Linked DNA regions of Anas platyrhynchos: region 2 is linked to region 1. The links are chromatin contacts, called in public Hi-C maps. All regions are on one chromosome and are shown on one strand. Each heading gives the region's core, a stretch centred on a gene start, on an enhancer-like site or on the middle of the called end of the contact. The rest is flanking DNA. Distances are from core to core; before and after follow the strand shown.

Region 1 (7,755 bases), core at 2,821-5,320:
TGGGAGTGAAGTCATGGAGCAGCTATATAGTGCGGGCTGCTGATATCCAGGCATGATTTCATCTCTGAGTCAGTTCAATTCCTAGAAGCAGATTGGAAAGTGAGCAAAATGTTTATGCCTGGGCTCTGATCTGCCAGATTCCCAGCGGTGCAACGGGCCCAGAGCAATCAAGCAAGAGGGCTTTTACTAATGTGGTTTTCCCTTCTTTTTTTTTTTTTCTTCTCTGAAATATGCAGGCTTTGTGTGTGAACTGGTCAAACCTCAAACTGCCCTGGGTGGATCTGGACTGGCTGATTGATATTTCCTGTCAGATAACGGAGCTTGATTTGTCTGCCAACTGCCTGGTCTCCCTTCCATCCGTGATCCCATGGGGCCTGATAAACCTCAGGAAGCTCAGCCTGGCTGACAATCAGCTGACGGAGTTACCCAGCGTACAGTCATCCGACGAAATTATATGTACAAGGTGTGTGTGCTGGAAGTCTTTGGCAACAGGAGTTTTTGCTAGCATTTTATTGATGCCTGACTAATTTCTGTAATCACAGGTTGCTCGAGGTCGATGTATCCAGCAACAGGCTCTCTACTCTCCCTTCTGGATTCCTACATCTTAAAAACCTTAAAAAACTCATCGCTGCCAAAAACCATATGGAGAAGTTATTTGACGAGGAAAACAGTACGTGCAGTCCCTTGTTATGCTTGCATTTCAAGGCCTGATTTGTAGAGGAGAACCCCAAACTGTTATAATAATGACTTAAAGCCAGTATTAGCTACAGATGCTTAGCATCTCTCAAGTCTTTGTCCAAAGAACATGAAATGCCTGTTTATTTTTTATCCCTCATGATATCTTTTGGCTCTTGTCTAGCGAGTATTCATCATCTGGCTGGATGAGACTGCTCTCATGCTTACACCAAGCCTGCAATGCTTTGTGTTTTCCAGCAACTAATTGGATTGGCTTAAGGAAGCTGCAGGAGTTTGACGTCTCTGACAACAGGTTGGTGGAACTTCCAACGGTTTTTCTATACTGCTTCAAGTCCCTAAACATACTGAATGTTTCCAGAAATCAGCTGAAAGTGTTTCCAGATCCCTGGGCCTGCCCCTTGGTAAGTCAAACTGCTCTGTCAGAGTCACAGGCTGTAAAAGCTGTTGAAACAGTGCAAAATCTATGCTGTGATGCTTACAAAGCTGTCAGATGTCTTAGGCTAAAAAAGTTTTTATAGAACAGTCAGCCTTTGTTCAAAGTTAACTTTGCCCAAGCCCATGGATAAATGAGGCATCCATACCTGCACGTTACTGTCACTTTATTCATTACTACTACAGGAAAAGTTAATGACAAGACCCTGTGGATAGCAGGAGAACAGTATTCTTTGGCACAGTGTTTGTTTATGATTGAAAAGCAAACGGAGATGGTTTTCAAAATAACTTTTGAAATAGTTTTAGGCCAACAAAGGATTTGCCCATCAATTAAGTGAATGAATCTGCTCAGCAAATACTCTGTGCCTGCATGTGCAATAGCTTATCTAGATCAAAATATCTGAAGAAGTAGCCTGGAATGAGTGTGTTAATGCCTTAAATGCATGACATCTGACCTGCCTGATTTTCTAAAGAGATAATTACCACTCTTTGGGTGTTTTTTTTTTTTTCTTTTATGTTTTCCAGAAATGTTGCAAAGCATCTAGAAACTTACTGGAATTCCTACCTGATGCATTCACTGTTTTCTGGAAAAATCACCTCAGAGAACTGGATTTTTCTGAGAACTCGCTAAAAGAAGTTCCACTGGGACTCTTCCAGCTTGAAGTAAGTGTCATTTCTTCCCACCTTGCACATATTTCTCTTAATACCTACTCAGAGCTCAGTGTCATAGTGGTGACTGCCTGCTAAGGTAGGAGACTGCCTGCTGTTTTATGGCCATGAATGCAGCCATGGTGCAGAGCCTCTGAGCACCCCAGGAACCCCATGAGTGATTCCAGTCCGGCCCTTATTAAGTGTCATGGCATATCTAGATTTTGATGCAGGTCTTCGAAGAATTCTTTGGATGTCTTTGATTTTTGGGAGCACAATGCAGAAGACAACCACTGCATTATGGCTGCATGTTATAACCTTTGAAATACAAACATTCTCAAGTGTGCTCACAAATAAATGTGTGTTTTTGTAATCTGGCACACTGGTGTTATGTGGTTAAGTACTAGTTGTTCTTTGCTGCTATTATGATTTGATATGATTTGAAAATGGCATATTTGAATGCCCTTAGCAGTGCTACTTGACATCTCTTATCTTTCGGCTTGTGCAAATTAAATAATTCTTCCCAGTGGATGGCAGAGACCCACAGTTTTACTTCAGAATTCTTCAGAATCTGTGGCTTCACACAGTTTTGACATGAAACCAAGCAGAACTTGGGGGTTTCCTCCAAGGTTCCCTTCTAGATTGTGAAACTCAATGATGTAGACAGAAACAGAGGTAAATATTTCTGCAGAAGTATGTTAGTTTTTCACTGCTGGCCTCTGTGGCAGGGATGCAGAAGTGATGGTTTATATCCGTGTCCAGTTTGAATCACAGCAGTCTGCTGCAAATACGCCTCTTGCTCATGCCTAGAGGAGTGCTGAGGATCATTTGCTGCCTCGGTTGTTTCTAACGATCCCTGTAGATTTGTGCTTGCTTTTTGAAAATTGAAAAGCATTTGTTTTCAATTGGCATTTCTCCTGAAATGGAATGAATCCTATGGACTATTGTCTCCAAAACTTTTTTTTTTCTTTTTTTTTTTTTTCTGTATGCATTAAAAATAACCCCCCTGGGTGGGAACTACCATGGTAGATTTTAAATGCCAAATGATGCTTCAAGGGCACATTTCCTTGGCTGCTGCTGCTCAGAGGCTGCAGAGGGATATGAAGGTGCCAAGCACGGGGCATCAGAGAAGACCTTAGTGCAATCCCTACTGATGATCTCTCTTTAAAGATAGAGAACTCTGTCTGCCGTAACTAATGCCAGTTTTTACCTGTATCTCTTCAGATTTACTGTCACAGAAGAAATAAATAACAGGTATTTTCAGTCCCACCGGGGCCAGACTGTATTGAGCACCTAAAGTCCATGCCTAGATCAGCTGTGGCTTGGTCTACTCCTTGATTATAGAATTCATGTCAGTGAATAGGGTTGCGCTTGCACTCCACTCCTCCCCAGGGGTGCACTCCACCCCTCCCCAACTTAGTTCTGAGACTAGTTAGCTTCTCTTGAAGAGACCTGACCTGCGTTGTGTGGATTTGTTCAGGTAAGGCTGGTCAGCTTTTCCACCTCACGAGCTGACTGAGGCAGCCTAATCTGGGTGCTGCTGTCCCTTTCCTCTGGTACAATCTAACACACCAGAGCTCTTTTTTGCATGCTGCAGCAGCAGATTTGAAGGAAGCTGTCTGCTGCTGCCATTCTCTTAATTCTGGAAGCACTCGTTCCCTTCCTGAAAGGCAACAAAAATGGAGAAGTTCGAGATGAGAGAGAAGAGGCAATTGCAAAACAAGGACCGTGGATCTCCAGAATTAGTCCTGAAGAGTCACAGCCAGTTGAAAGTAACTAATTTTCCCCCTATGGAGCAAGCACATAAGCATTGCATATAATCCCACCAGGCGCTCAGCTCTCCTGGAGCGTGGCCTTTGTCAGTGTTTGTGGGAGACATGTAACGTGGATACAGCCGACTGAAAACGAAGCGTCCCAGCTAGACCACACAGAACTGAGTTTGTGCTAATTCTGGACTGTGCAGCCTCCCTTCCCTCCAGCCCCCTGCTCAGGGATATTTCGGGAGAGAAGTTTGAAGCATTGTCATTGAACGGCCTCATGCTGATACTTGGAGAGAGCTCGACACCAGGCGCCAAGGGAGGACCGTGTCTTCCTTCCAACAGGAGGTCTGAGCCAGCGGCAGACTGATGATGATAAAACCATTGGCTGTCAAGACAAGAGTGGTGGGGAGGGTTTTATAAGTTTGCACAGTTCTCCAACCTTTTCCTCTGGTGGTTCGCTCTGCATATTTGCAGTTTTCCATTTCACTTCACCTTCCCTAGGTCCCACCAGGGCCCAGTGCTGCACCTCTCCTATCACTAGAGGGAGCATTTTGCGCGCTAATTGCCATTGCAACCACTGCTGGATGTCCATTGCTTTTGTCACATGGATACCTCCTATTTTTTCCATTTGCAAAAAAGGGAGGAAGGCCAACAAGGCTTTGTGAAACACTGTTAATCTTGCTTGATGAAAAGGGGCATAAACCTTTTATATTATGTGGAGCACATAAAACATTTAACACACTTGAAGCCAAAGTCTCTGCTGGTAAAACAGGAGTTCCGTGGGGTATAATTCATTAATACTGCTGTACTTATGGCACGAGATAATTTAGCTGATGATTTGCTTATCTCATTTTTTATGGGGGAACTTGCAGAATAAACCGGCTTGGAAATCCTACATAGACAATTGTTTTTCAGCGGGAAATTGGATTTTCAGCCAAATGAAAATGCTCGTTTGAGCCTTAACATTATTTTTAAAGACAGATGGAAGAGCAGAAACTTTACACATCTGAATGCAAAATGCATTTTTTCTTTTGCATTTCAGTTAAACTTTAAAGGAGGGCCTGTGTTTAACTTTACTGACGGTATATGCAGCCAAATCCTATCTGTACAGTGTTAATGGTATAAATCAGCTTCAATTCTTGTTTTTGAAATTTCTTCCTGGTGTGAGGAGAAAAAAAAGCAGGTGAATTCTATAAATCACAGAAAGATGATGTAAATCCTTTCAATTTTAACAAACAAATAATAACAAAGCAATTGCAAACTTTCCTTGTGTGAAATAGTTCACATCTTTCACGTTGATCTTATACGTATGAAACAGGGATAAGTCCATTCTGACACTAGCTTGCAGAGACATAAACGAATTCTCATCCGTATGTGGCTTACTGTGTACATAGATCATGCTGTTCTTTTCCATTTGGAAGGGTTTCCTTACTAAAAGTAAAATGTCCTCCTAAATGGGTTGTTTCCAATTGAATCTGTCAGCAAGTAGACTAATAATCTCCCAAAACTAATAGTGGTATTGCTTTGTGCAAAAAATATACTTGCTGTAGACAGAAATGAAATTTTTTTTGCATGCTAGGCAGGCTGGACAGGATGTTCTGATGAAAAAGATGTGCTTTCTTCTTGTTTCAGTTCTTTAAAAGCCATGCTAAAAAATCTCTTTCTGTGTGTTTGATATACTTTGTCTTCTAACTCCAAGCTACTCTTCTTTTAGTCTTTGGTGTCCCTGAAGTTGCTGGGAAATCAGTTAGCTGCATTGCCTTCACAAGATAAGTGGAATTGCAAACAGCTGAAATCACTGGATCTTTCAAAAAACCAACTTGGGAAGTAAGTGTGGTGTGGTTCTTTTTTTTCTTTTTTTCTTTTTTTTTTCCTGAGAAAACAAAAGCTGAAGAAATTATAGCAAAGCCAATCCCTTGTGTAATACAAAGGGTGTCAGTAGTGAATTAATTACCTGCAATGAAGGCGTTGACATCAGCATACCACGTCTCCAAGCATATTGTGTGTCTCTGACAGTGATGAATTATCCGTTACTGCTTCTTTAGATGCTTAGCAGACTATATCATTTATTAAATAGATTACTGATAATGGCAGTTTAACTTCAGAACATGTAGGAATTTCTTTAACCCAATGTGTGGCTCATCACTACAGATACTAGTTTGTGGGGATCAGATCTTAACCATAAACCATCTGGCTGGGCTGCAGTTTGCAGTTAGTGTGGGAGTATTGTTTTGGAAAATATGAGAAATCTTTGTTGGTTTTTTTTTTTTTTTTAATGGAAGTGTAAGCAGCTGCAAGTTCATAGAGCATACTGACATTAATAAGGTCATCCAATGAAAAGGTGATGTTCTCCTATCTAGAAATTACAACAGGGATGTTTAACACAGAGACTTAAAGGTCCGTTGTCTTCTCCAGAGCTGCGTTTATCTGTGTTATACTTCTGTCCTCCCATCTGGGTGACTGCCCAAAAAAATTTCTGGAGTCTTCATGAGTTGCTGTGTCAGTTGCTAAGGTCATATTATCATTTTTCAGCCTCGGTGTGTTTCCCTAGTTGTGTTGTTGGGTCTCCTTGTCAGAGACTCTCTGGCGAGAGCAGGGAGTGGCAACAGGTCGGTTCTCCAGTGCTCCTCGTGAAGCTTGTTCAATTTGCTGTTTGACAGGCTACTTAACCTTGACACCCATAAAGCTGGGGGTCAAGTGCTCTCGCCCTGGGAGCTGAAAGCACAGCCTTGCAGAGCTCTGTTAATTTGCCAGAAGAAAACCATTGGGCCTGGACAAGTATTGGTGGAGTCTAGCTCTGTGATAGCACAGCGGGTTTCAATACCATCAAAACCAGAAAGGAACACGTAGGAAATGTGCTGTGCATCCCACAGCCTTGGGTAGGGTCCAGCTCTGCTCTGCATCTGTCACAGGCACAGTACTCAACTGCCACATCTAAGCTCATTTTCCCACATGTTGCCATTTTGTCTTGCTGACAGGAATGACGAGGGATTTAAAACGAAGCGGATTCCCTTTTTCACCACGAGGAGCAGGGTGCGTTGTGGCCCAGAGGCAGGTAAGGTGCACAGCAGTGCAAACGCTGAGAATGGGGCTGAGGTGGGCTGTGAAGCAGCAGGAATCTGTGGAGTTTGCCTGGGGGGAGATCAGCATAAACTCAGCTGCAATTTTAAGTGCAATTGCACTTAAATAAAGAGAAAATGTGTTCAGATAAAATATTTCTAAAGAAGCAGTGCAGCTGGTTCGTATCATCAACATACGAAGGTAAAGAATGGGTAAGACCTGTTTCTTTCAGGGAACTTTTATTCTGTTGGTGAATATTATTCTTCTTAGCCAGAGCACTAACTGGTGCATTGAAGGGAAACTAAACCATAATTAGTTACTCCTAGGATTGTCTCTGTTGTTGATTTTGCAAATAGCATGTTTTCCCCTGTCTCTGTGATTTGCCTCTGAAGTTTGCAGCAGAGCACAGGAGATATCCTGGATTTAACGCACATGAAACACCAGACAGAACAAAGAAATATTTGAATATATTTTTACGGTTTCCTGCTCACTGTGAGATTCATCTGCATTTCTTTTTGTTTGTTTGCTTTATTTTAAATCGCTTGGAGAGCTTTCTCATTCTGAACTGCCTGCAGAATGACTCGCTCTAAAGCAGTCTTTGAGAATCACGGAGTGGCATAGAGCTGGCATTTTTGTGACACGCAGCAGAGCAGTCCTCAGCTGCTCATGGGATTGAAAGGCCTTCCTGCAATTGCTTTCATAGTGAGTTCCCCTGAAAAATGTGCATTTGCATCAATGTGAATAGGTAAAACGAAGTTACAATAAGAGAACATGTATAGCCAGAGTGGTGTTTGTCCTAACGTGCAGTCTGTCCATCTGGGAGGCAGAGGGTCTACCTGAAGCTCCAGGTAAAACTAATCTTGCCCCAATTCCTCTGTGAAAGTAGAGGCTACTGTGCAGCAAGTCATGTGTGTGCACCCAAATGAGGAGAAAGAGTTGGACTGTGCTGTTTTGCAAATAGGAGATGGAAAGTTGGAATGGAAATGCTGTAACATCAGTGAAATCCTGAACATGGAAGAATTGGAAGGAGTCTGAATCTTGCCAATCTGTAGAGTCTTGATGTATCCTGGACCTCCTGTGTGAACAGCTACCGCAGCTTTTCCCAAGGGAGAGGAGGGCAGAAGTAGTAAGCAGAGTGCAAAGGGCACAGCTAAAACCA
Region 2 (7,755 bases), core at 3,251-5,750, 100 kb after region 1:
ATAAAAATTAGGCAACGCTTCCTTAGAAGAAACCTCTCAGCAGAGGATGTTGGGACTGCTCCAGTGTGGTTGGCTAACGAGTCAATTTTATCATCCCTCAACTGGCCGGGTAACAGCTGGGATATCCCACGTGCTCCTTAATCTGAGCAAATCACCAGCAAACTGGAGGCAAAGACTTTGACAGAGCTCTTACAGGTATCTGAAAGCTGTGTACAGAAAGCCGTGTGCACAAAGATAGCTCTAAAAAATATATGCACGTGTTATAAAAAGTGACCACTACTGTAGCTTCTGAGTGCTGTCGTAATTTCTTCATTTAAAAGTAAGCTATAAAAGCACAGCTTGGAGCAGCACAGATCTGGAACGTTGTCTCTTCGGTTTCCGCAGCGTTTATTATTTATTTGAGTTACCTTGCTTTATCCTCAGCTCCGCAGACTTGGCAGAAACAGCCTGCTACCTCGCGCAGACAGTGCCCCCTTTGTAGAGACCCCGAATTAGAGACAATTACAGAAAAATATGTTCTGCTTTTGTCCGCACAGTTTGGGAACTTAGCTGAGACCAGAGAAATCGTTTTGAGTTTGCAGAAATGGTCATGTTGTGTAATTAACCTGACGGAAATCGTTATCAGCAAGATAAGGGACCTACAGGACTTCCTTCTCGGACACACATTTCAGCAAACTTTATGTTCAATTAGTGCTAACTTTGCACAATTGTTCTACAGGAACCCAGGTCCCACCTTTCCACCAAGATTTGCTACAGGGGGATTTAACAGAGAACCTAAGCAGCTTCCACAGCTCCTTAAAGTCCTTTGAATTAATGAGATGCCGGGTTTCTGTCCCTGAGTACACACGGATTTTCCTTGTGGAAGGGACAGAAAGGGATCCATCCCCTGCGGGCAACTTAATATCTCCACATCCCCATGCAGCAATCAATCCTACGTGATTTGTGTCCTTCTGTCCCATGAACATTCTCTGAAATTTTAGGAAAAAATCCCGTTTCCTGCTAGGAGAGCCCAGGTACATCATATTTGTGCCGGATGACACAGGAGCAGGAATTTTCCTGTGGCACTGCTGCTAAGCTGAGCATCGCTCCGTCACGATGTTCACAGCCACTGCACGTGAATTCTCCCAGGAGATGTGAACGCACACCCCCCAATCCACCTTCCCACCTCGCTAGTGACCAGAAAACCCCACAGCCGCCAGCTCTGGGCTCTGAATTGAAAAAAAAAAAAAAAAAGGCATGGAAATGTGGTTTGCATTATGCGCCGGCAGCAGCTGGAGTGGGCTTAGCCAGATAATACCCAACCTGGGAAACGCCACGGCTCTGCTCCTGCAGGGACACGGGGCACTCACGCCGTGTCCCAACCTCTGACACCCGGCCATCAGCAGCATTCGCACTGCTCTCCTGTCGGGTTTCCCTGGAAATCTAGTTGCTATGGAAAACGCTAAAAAAAAGGGAAAGAAAAAAGGGTTAACGGCTCGATATTTCTATTCTTGAGACAGCAGGCTTAAATCTTGCAGGGAGAGTGCTTAGCCCTGACTGCCTCTCCTTCCTGCAGCTCTTTCAGGACAACTCCCCTCAACTGCAAAGCCATTAGCACGCAGTGCTGCACTTTCCCTGAACCCCGGCCGTCCTTTAACTCCTTCCTGCACTGCTCTTTTCCTGGCTATTTCACGCCCTTTGATGTGACACTGCTGTTTCTGAGGCCGCATTTTGCCGGCCTGCTCGAAGGGAAGCTCCTCTAACCTGGCTGTCAGATGCAATCACCGAAGCTACGAATCCGCCCTGCAAAAAAAGAAAAAAAAAAAAACACCAAAACCTGGAGATCTGAAGCTTATTTCTCTGCCTCGCAGAGCACAAAAGCCCGACTGTTTCAAAGGGCCGGCGGCTCCTGGAAATCCAGCGGGCCCGCTTTGCCTTGCAGTGGTCATTTGGCTCGTGATTGATGTTCAGGAAGTGGATTGCTTCCCCTCTTGTTAGACCCTATCGGGATTCACAGCAGCGAGGAGCAGCGAATGCTTTCCGCTCCAGCCCCTTTTAGCTCTGCCCGTCAATGGCCTTTGAGCCGCGGCAGCGCGGAGGCATTCAGCCCCTGAATCCCTAATTCCTTTCAGCGGTATCAAGGCCCTGCACACGCTGCCACCCCGGGAAAGCCTTGCGAGCAGCTTCCCGTTTGGCTCGCTGTGCCAGCGATTCAGCTCCCCAGGATGCTTTGTCAGTGTGGTAATCCCAGCGATTGTCTGCCCCAGCGCTTCATGGCAATCAAAAGCCATTTAGGATTTCAGGTTCGTCTTCCTCTTCCCCCTCCCCACCTTCCCCCGAAGATGCCTTCCTGTCACCAGGACATTAGCTCGTTTCTTTTGCCAGCAGCGGGGAGAAAAACGCCCTCAGCCCTACCGCAACGCTCCCAGCTCTCCCCATTCGGCCCTTCCCAGAGCTGACAGCCCCTCTGGAGGTTAAACCAAAAAGAGAAGCACAATAAAAAGTGATGCTCAGCCCTCCTTCCCGGGGCTGAAGGAGCCCGACCCGCCAAGCTGCATCTTTAACTGTTTTATTCGTGCACAGACGCTGCAGATCTGGCTCCGAGCTCTCCTGCAAGCACAGGCAAATCCAGGTGGGAGAGCCCTTCCCGCACCAGCACGGGAAAACATCCAGGACTAACACCCGTCTCCGGACAATGCCGCGATCACCGTCCTTTTGGGGATTCCTGCCCCAAAATCGGGTGGCTGCTAGACCGCTGGCTCTGCCACAGGACCTGGTAGGGGATGTCCCAGCGTGACTCCAGCCTTCCCCGATGTAAATGGGCATCGCAGGGCTCCTCGTGGGATTTGCAATCCAAAGCGCTCCATCCCACACGGGGAAGAAAAAGACAGAACCCTGAAGAAACGCATTCCTTCACCCCTTTCAAAGGATCCGTCACACGCCCTCTGTAACTTAATTACGGGTCTGCTGCCGAAAGAAGGCATTAAGTCTCCATTACGGCCCTCTTTGGTGCACAATACGCTGCGGATTGCCCAAATTAAGCAATTTGGCGGAGTTTTGGTGCTGATACCAAGAGCTGCCCCTTCCCAGGAGGAGACAGCCCCCGTCCATCGCGCCCTGCCCGGCCAGCGGGGCCACGCGTTGCCCAGCGGGGCAGGGAGGCGATGGAGAAACCTTTCCTCCAGCACAGGCACCGAGGGGATGTTTTAGGAGGCCAAGACCCACCCCGCAGCCCCTGTGGCCTGCTCGGAGCCGGGCTGACATTTTCAGCTCCCAACTCCTCCGGCCTCCCGGAGCGAGGGGCGTTATTTCGGCAGGGCCACGTCTCCGGCACGCCAGGCGCTGAGGCTGAGGGCTGAAGCCCCGTCCCTACACCATCACCTCCATCACCGGGGTCTGAGGCACACCGTCCAGGGCACAAATCATTCCCTAACCCCAGCACGGCCACCAGGAGAGGGTTCCTGAGCCGGCTCCACCTGGCACAGCTGCGAGCGGAGGCAGCGAGCGGCTTCCCCCTTTGTTCCCAGGCGCAGTTTGCTGGGGCTCCATCTCCTCGCCTGGACGCGGGGTTGTGGGGGGATTTTTTATCCAGCTCCCTATCCGGCAGCCCCCAAACTTTTATTTTTGAGCCTGTTATGTATTATTGTGGCTGGTTTCGGAATGGGAGATTGCTGCCTTCGGGAGGGAAGAAGCAATAGGTCTTTTTGGGAAGGGCAGCCGGCCTTGTGTGCGCTTCCACAGCTCCCCATTTGGGAAGGGGAGGGCGGCAGCTCTTTGCCCGTGCCGGGCACAGCGAGGCGAGGGTTTGGCCATCCCCAAACCCCTCAGCGACCACCACCACGGTCCCCCGAGACCAAAAACGGAGCCACCCCTCAACAACACGCCTGTCCGTCCATCCATCCTCAGTGCGCCCCATCCCAAGGTGGTGATGGCGGTGGGGGGGGGGGGGGAGCCCCTTTTCCCAAAACCTCCCCCACTTCGTCCCCTCTCCTCACCGGTGGGCAGCCACGGCGCGGCTCCTCAGGTACTTCTGCGCCGTCATCACCCCCACGAAGAGAAAGCTCCGAGCCTGCGGGCCGGGGCGGCGAGGCTGGGAGGCGGCAGCGACGGCGGCGGCGGCGGCAGCGGCGAGGGGAGGGGGCGGCGGGCGGCAGCCCAGCGGGCGGGCACGGCGGGGCCGAGCCGCCGCAGCCAGCTCGGAGGCTCGGGGCAGGACGAGCCGAGAGGCGAGCACGAAGCCCAGCACCAGCCCCAAGAGGACGCTGAGCCAGGCGCGGCGGCCGCGGCCCGCCATGCCCCCACAGCCCGGCTCCAAGCGACCCCGGAGCCGAGCGTGGTGGTGGTGGGGGGGGGGGCGGCTCTCCTCACAGCCCCTCCGCCACCACAGCCTCCACCGCCTCCTCCTCCTCCTCCTCCTCGGCCACCGCCGCCGCCGCCAGCCGCGCCGAGTCGCCCAGCGCCGCCATGGGGGGAAGGGGAAGGGACGGGAAGCGGAGGGAAGGGGGCGCCCGCCTCCCCTCCATCATCCCCTCCCCTCCCGGCCCCGGTCCTGCCCCTCGGCACAGGCGCCGTGTGCGGCCCCGCGGCCGCTGGCTCCGCCCGGGGTGGAGGGGGGACGCCCGCAGCCAGCCCCCCCCCTCCCGCTGAGGGGATGGGGGAGGGAAAGGGGGGAGCGGAGACCCCCGGGGTGGGGGCTGTGGGGGCACCAAGGAATGGGTAGTGGGGATTTGGGGGGTTTTGGGTGTGGGGTGGGAGCTGTGAGGTAAAAGAGAAGGATGGGACCCCGGGGGGTGCGGAGAACCCGGGGGTGAGGAGCTGTAGGGGCAGCAAGGGGTGGGCTGTGGGGATTTGGGGGGTTTTTGGGGTGTGGGGTGGGAGTTGTGAGGTAAAAGGGAGGAATGGGAACCTAGAGGGTGAGCAGCCCCGAGATACAAGGAGCTCCGGGTGCAGCAAGGGTTGGGTTGTGGGGATTTGGGGGGGTTTTGGGGTTTTTTTGGGGTGTGGGGTGGGAGTTGTGAGGTAAAAGACAGGGATGGGAAGCTGGGGGGTGCAGAGACCCCGGGGTGGGGGGGCTGTGGGGATTTGGGGGGGGGTTCGGGGGGTTTTTGGGTGTGGGGTGGGAGCTGGGAGGTAAAAGAGAGAGATGGGAAGCTGGGGGGTGTGGAGACCCCGGGATGTGAGGAGCCCCGGGGGCAGTAGGGGATGGGTTGTGGGGATTTGGGTTTTTTTTGGTTGTGGGGTGGGAGCTGTGAGGTAAAAGAGAAGAATGGGACCCCAGGGAGTGCTGTGGCTGAGGTGGCACTGTGGGTGCTCAGGGAGGGGAGTGCTGGGGCTGACACTTCAGCAGGACAGCCAGGGACAGGAATGCTCCATTGCCCCTTCTGCACCCTGATGGATTGAGCACAGGTAGCTCGTTATCCCCACACCACAAAACACCCCTGGGACACAGCCACGCGGCCCCGTCCCACAGCCAGGCCCTTGGTGTCGTCCCCTGGCCGTGTGTGGGGCCCCAGCCCTGGCTTCACCCTGTGCCATGTTGTTCATCTGCCTGGGAAGAGAAGGCCGGGGCAGTTCTCTTTTCCCACCTTGCTAATTAAAGCTAGCAGAAATAGGTCAGGCTGTTTCCATCCTAAGGCCGTAAGGACTGCTCGGCAGAGGGAAGGCAGGGTGAAGTGCTTCTCTTTAATCTGGCTGCACTAACTCCCCACGTGCGTTTCATCTGCAGAGTGCTTCGGCTTCAAACAGCCCCAAACCCTTGACATTTTCAAGCAAAAAAAGCCTGCAGTCTTCGCAGAACAAACGCAGCTGGCCCAGCCCACTGACCATCCACTTATCGGCGTGGTTCCTTCCACTTCCCCTGCAGTTCTGCATCTCCCGTTGCCAGCCTTTCCCTTTGCATCTTTTACCATTTCTTTATGTCATGGTCTCATCCATGGCAAGCTCAGAAAGTCTGTTATTGAGCAAGGGCCGTTGTGAAAGAAACCACTGTGCCAGCCTTCAGTGACACCAAGCTGGGCACATACGGTGGATTTTTACAATCTTCCTATAGCGTGTCACATTTCTGGGAAGCGTCAGGTAATACTGCAATCCGATGGTTTAATAAATGCTGATGTGTCTTGAAAAAAAACGCTTCTGCATGGTTTTATTGGCGCTCTGACGTCGCAAGGCTGATACTGAGGTCAGCACCGATGAACTCTGGCGATGTCAGGAGCAATGAATTACCTGAGTGCCATGACAATTGATGGCGTTAAACAAAAATAAAACAGAAATAGAAGCGGAGAAGAAATGCAAGCAAGCAAACAGAAAGGAGCAGGAGGTCTCCTTTCGGTTGCCAACAGGCAGAGCGCAGCAGGATCGCGTGAGATGTACGTTTATAGGAAGAGGAAGAAACAGACAAGAACTAAAAGGCAGAAGGCAGGGAGAGTGAAAAAAGGGCCAGACAGGAAGAGACGGGAGGCAGAGAAAAACTGGGGAAGGAGAGGAGGAGAAGCACTGCCTGGCGAACACCAGCCCAAAGGCAGGAGGGGTTTCTGAGGCTGACACGGTTTGCCTTCCAGAGTCGCAGAACGCGGGGAAAGGGTTAAAAATGCAGCACTAGCCTGGGTGCAGCAAACCTTTGCAGTTTCCCACCAGTCCTGCATTGCTGCCAGGCAGATAAGAGTGGTGAAGATCCCCCAGAAGGGCTCCTCAAAGGCTCGTCAAGCATCCTCGTGCCACTTGGAGCAGGGCTGCGCTGCCACCACTGCCACCGGCACAGAGCCCCGCGGGCTGGGGCTTGCCGGGAGCTTTGCTTTTGCTCCGACAAAGCCAGCACAGAGTTGTTCACCTGGAAACTTCATTTTGGGATCAGGGAGTGGGACCCAGCATCCACCTCAGTCCATTTCTGTTAAAATGATCCCAAACGAGTTATACCACGAAACCCCTTTGTGCTGGGCAGTGCTTCCCTTGCACAGGGGGAAATCCCCAAATCCCCACTCTGTCCCCACTACTGCAATCCCCTTCTGCCTCTCAGGATTATTGTTATTTCTGCTGTTTCCCTGATCCCTTTCCCCTCAGCCTGTGCCACTCCGGCTCCTTTACTTTCAAAAGCTTTTTTTGGTGAGGGGCCTCCCCAAACGCTGCTCCTCCCCTCTCCCCAAATAAGCCCGAATATCGGGTCCTAAAACTCAGCAAGCCGACAGATGTTGAAACTAAACTAAGGAGGCCTTTCCTCCTTTCCAAAAGAAGATGTGGCAAGTCCGTGAGCAGGAACAGGCTCACTCTCAACGTGCTCCAAATCAGCAGGAAAAATCTCCTGATTCAAGGGAAAGACACTGTGGCCTGCGAATTACAGGAAAAGGCAGAGCTGGTGTGGTTAAAAGGCCATAAAAAAAAAAAAAAAAAAAGAAGGGTTGGGGCTGAGGAGCTGTCAGCTGGCTCCTTCCCATGAAGAAAAAGAAGTTAGTCATCAGAACTGAAAGCTCCAGGCGACTTCAGCACACATGGAAACGATGAGGCGCGGGAGCTCGCAGAACCCAGGGGCCACACGGTGTTGGGAGCAGGCAGGGCAGTGTCGGGGACCCGGCTTTGTCCTCGCTGTTCTCCAGCTCCAGGACACTGCTGCACGTCCTGCAGCAGCCTGACACCAAGCCTGGCTCGCACGGCCTTGCAGGGTTTCAGTTCTCTGCTGTCCTGGGGTTTGTTTCGGTGTTTTCCCACCTCCCAGCCCCACAGCCTGCAGGGGGGAGCAAGCCCACATGTCCCACTGCCAGCCAAAGGGCTGAGATGCCCAGCAGG

Evidence for each region. Hi-C and Micro-C count contacts between places; a contact is called where the count stands out from the background.
Region 2: a contact with region 1 is called in a Hi-C map of liver, with 6 times the contacts expected there. The contact joins the promoter of CHSY1 here to the enhancer-like site in region 1. A contact is called at or near these places in 6 of 8 Hi-C or Micro-C datasets (F1 follicle, F5 follicle, liver and 2 more).

Annotation. Positions count from the first base shown.
Region 1 is chr11:21,951,336-21,959,090 of IASCAAS_PekinDuck_T2T, forward strand. LRRK1 (leucine rich repeat kinase 1) reads left to right here. Exons shown (of 34, transcript XM_038184842.2): 7 at 237-463; 8 at 543-670; 9 at 934-1,097; 10 at 1,654-1,791; 11 at 5,251-5,363; 12 at 6,515-6,591. Among named protein-coding and RNA genes, the nearest start is that of LRRK1, 36 kb to the left of the region's middle. Within about 2 kb of position 4,071, at least 1 of the 8 cell types and tissues checked has an H3K27ac peak or open chromatin away from gene starts, as enhancers often do. A contact at or near this core is called in subcutaneous adipose tissue, where this site is marked.
Region 2 is chr11:22,053,970-22,061,724 of IASCAAS_PekinDuck_T2T, forward strand. It overlaps CHSY1 (chondroitin sulfate synthase 1), which reads right to left and starts at 4,501. Exons shown (of 3, transcript XM_038184984.2): 1 at 3,975-4,501. The coding sequence starts at 4,273.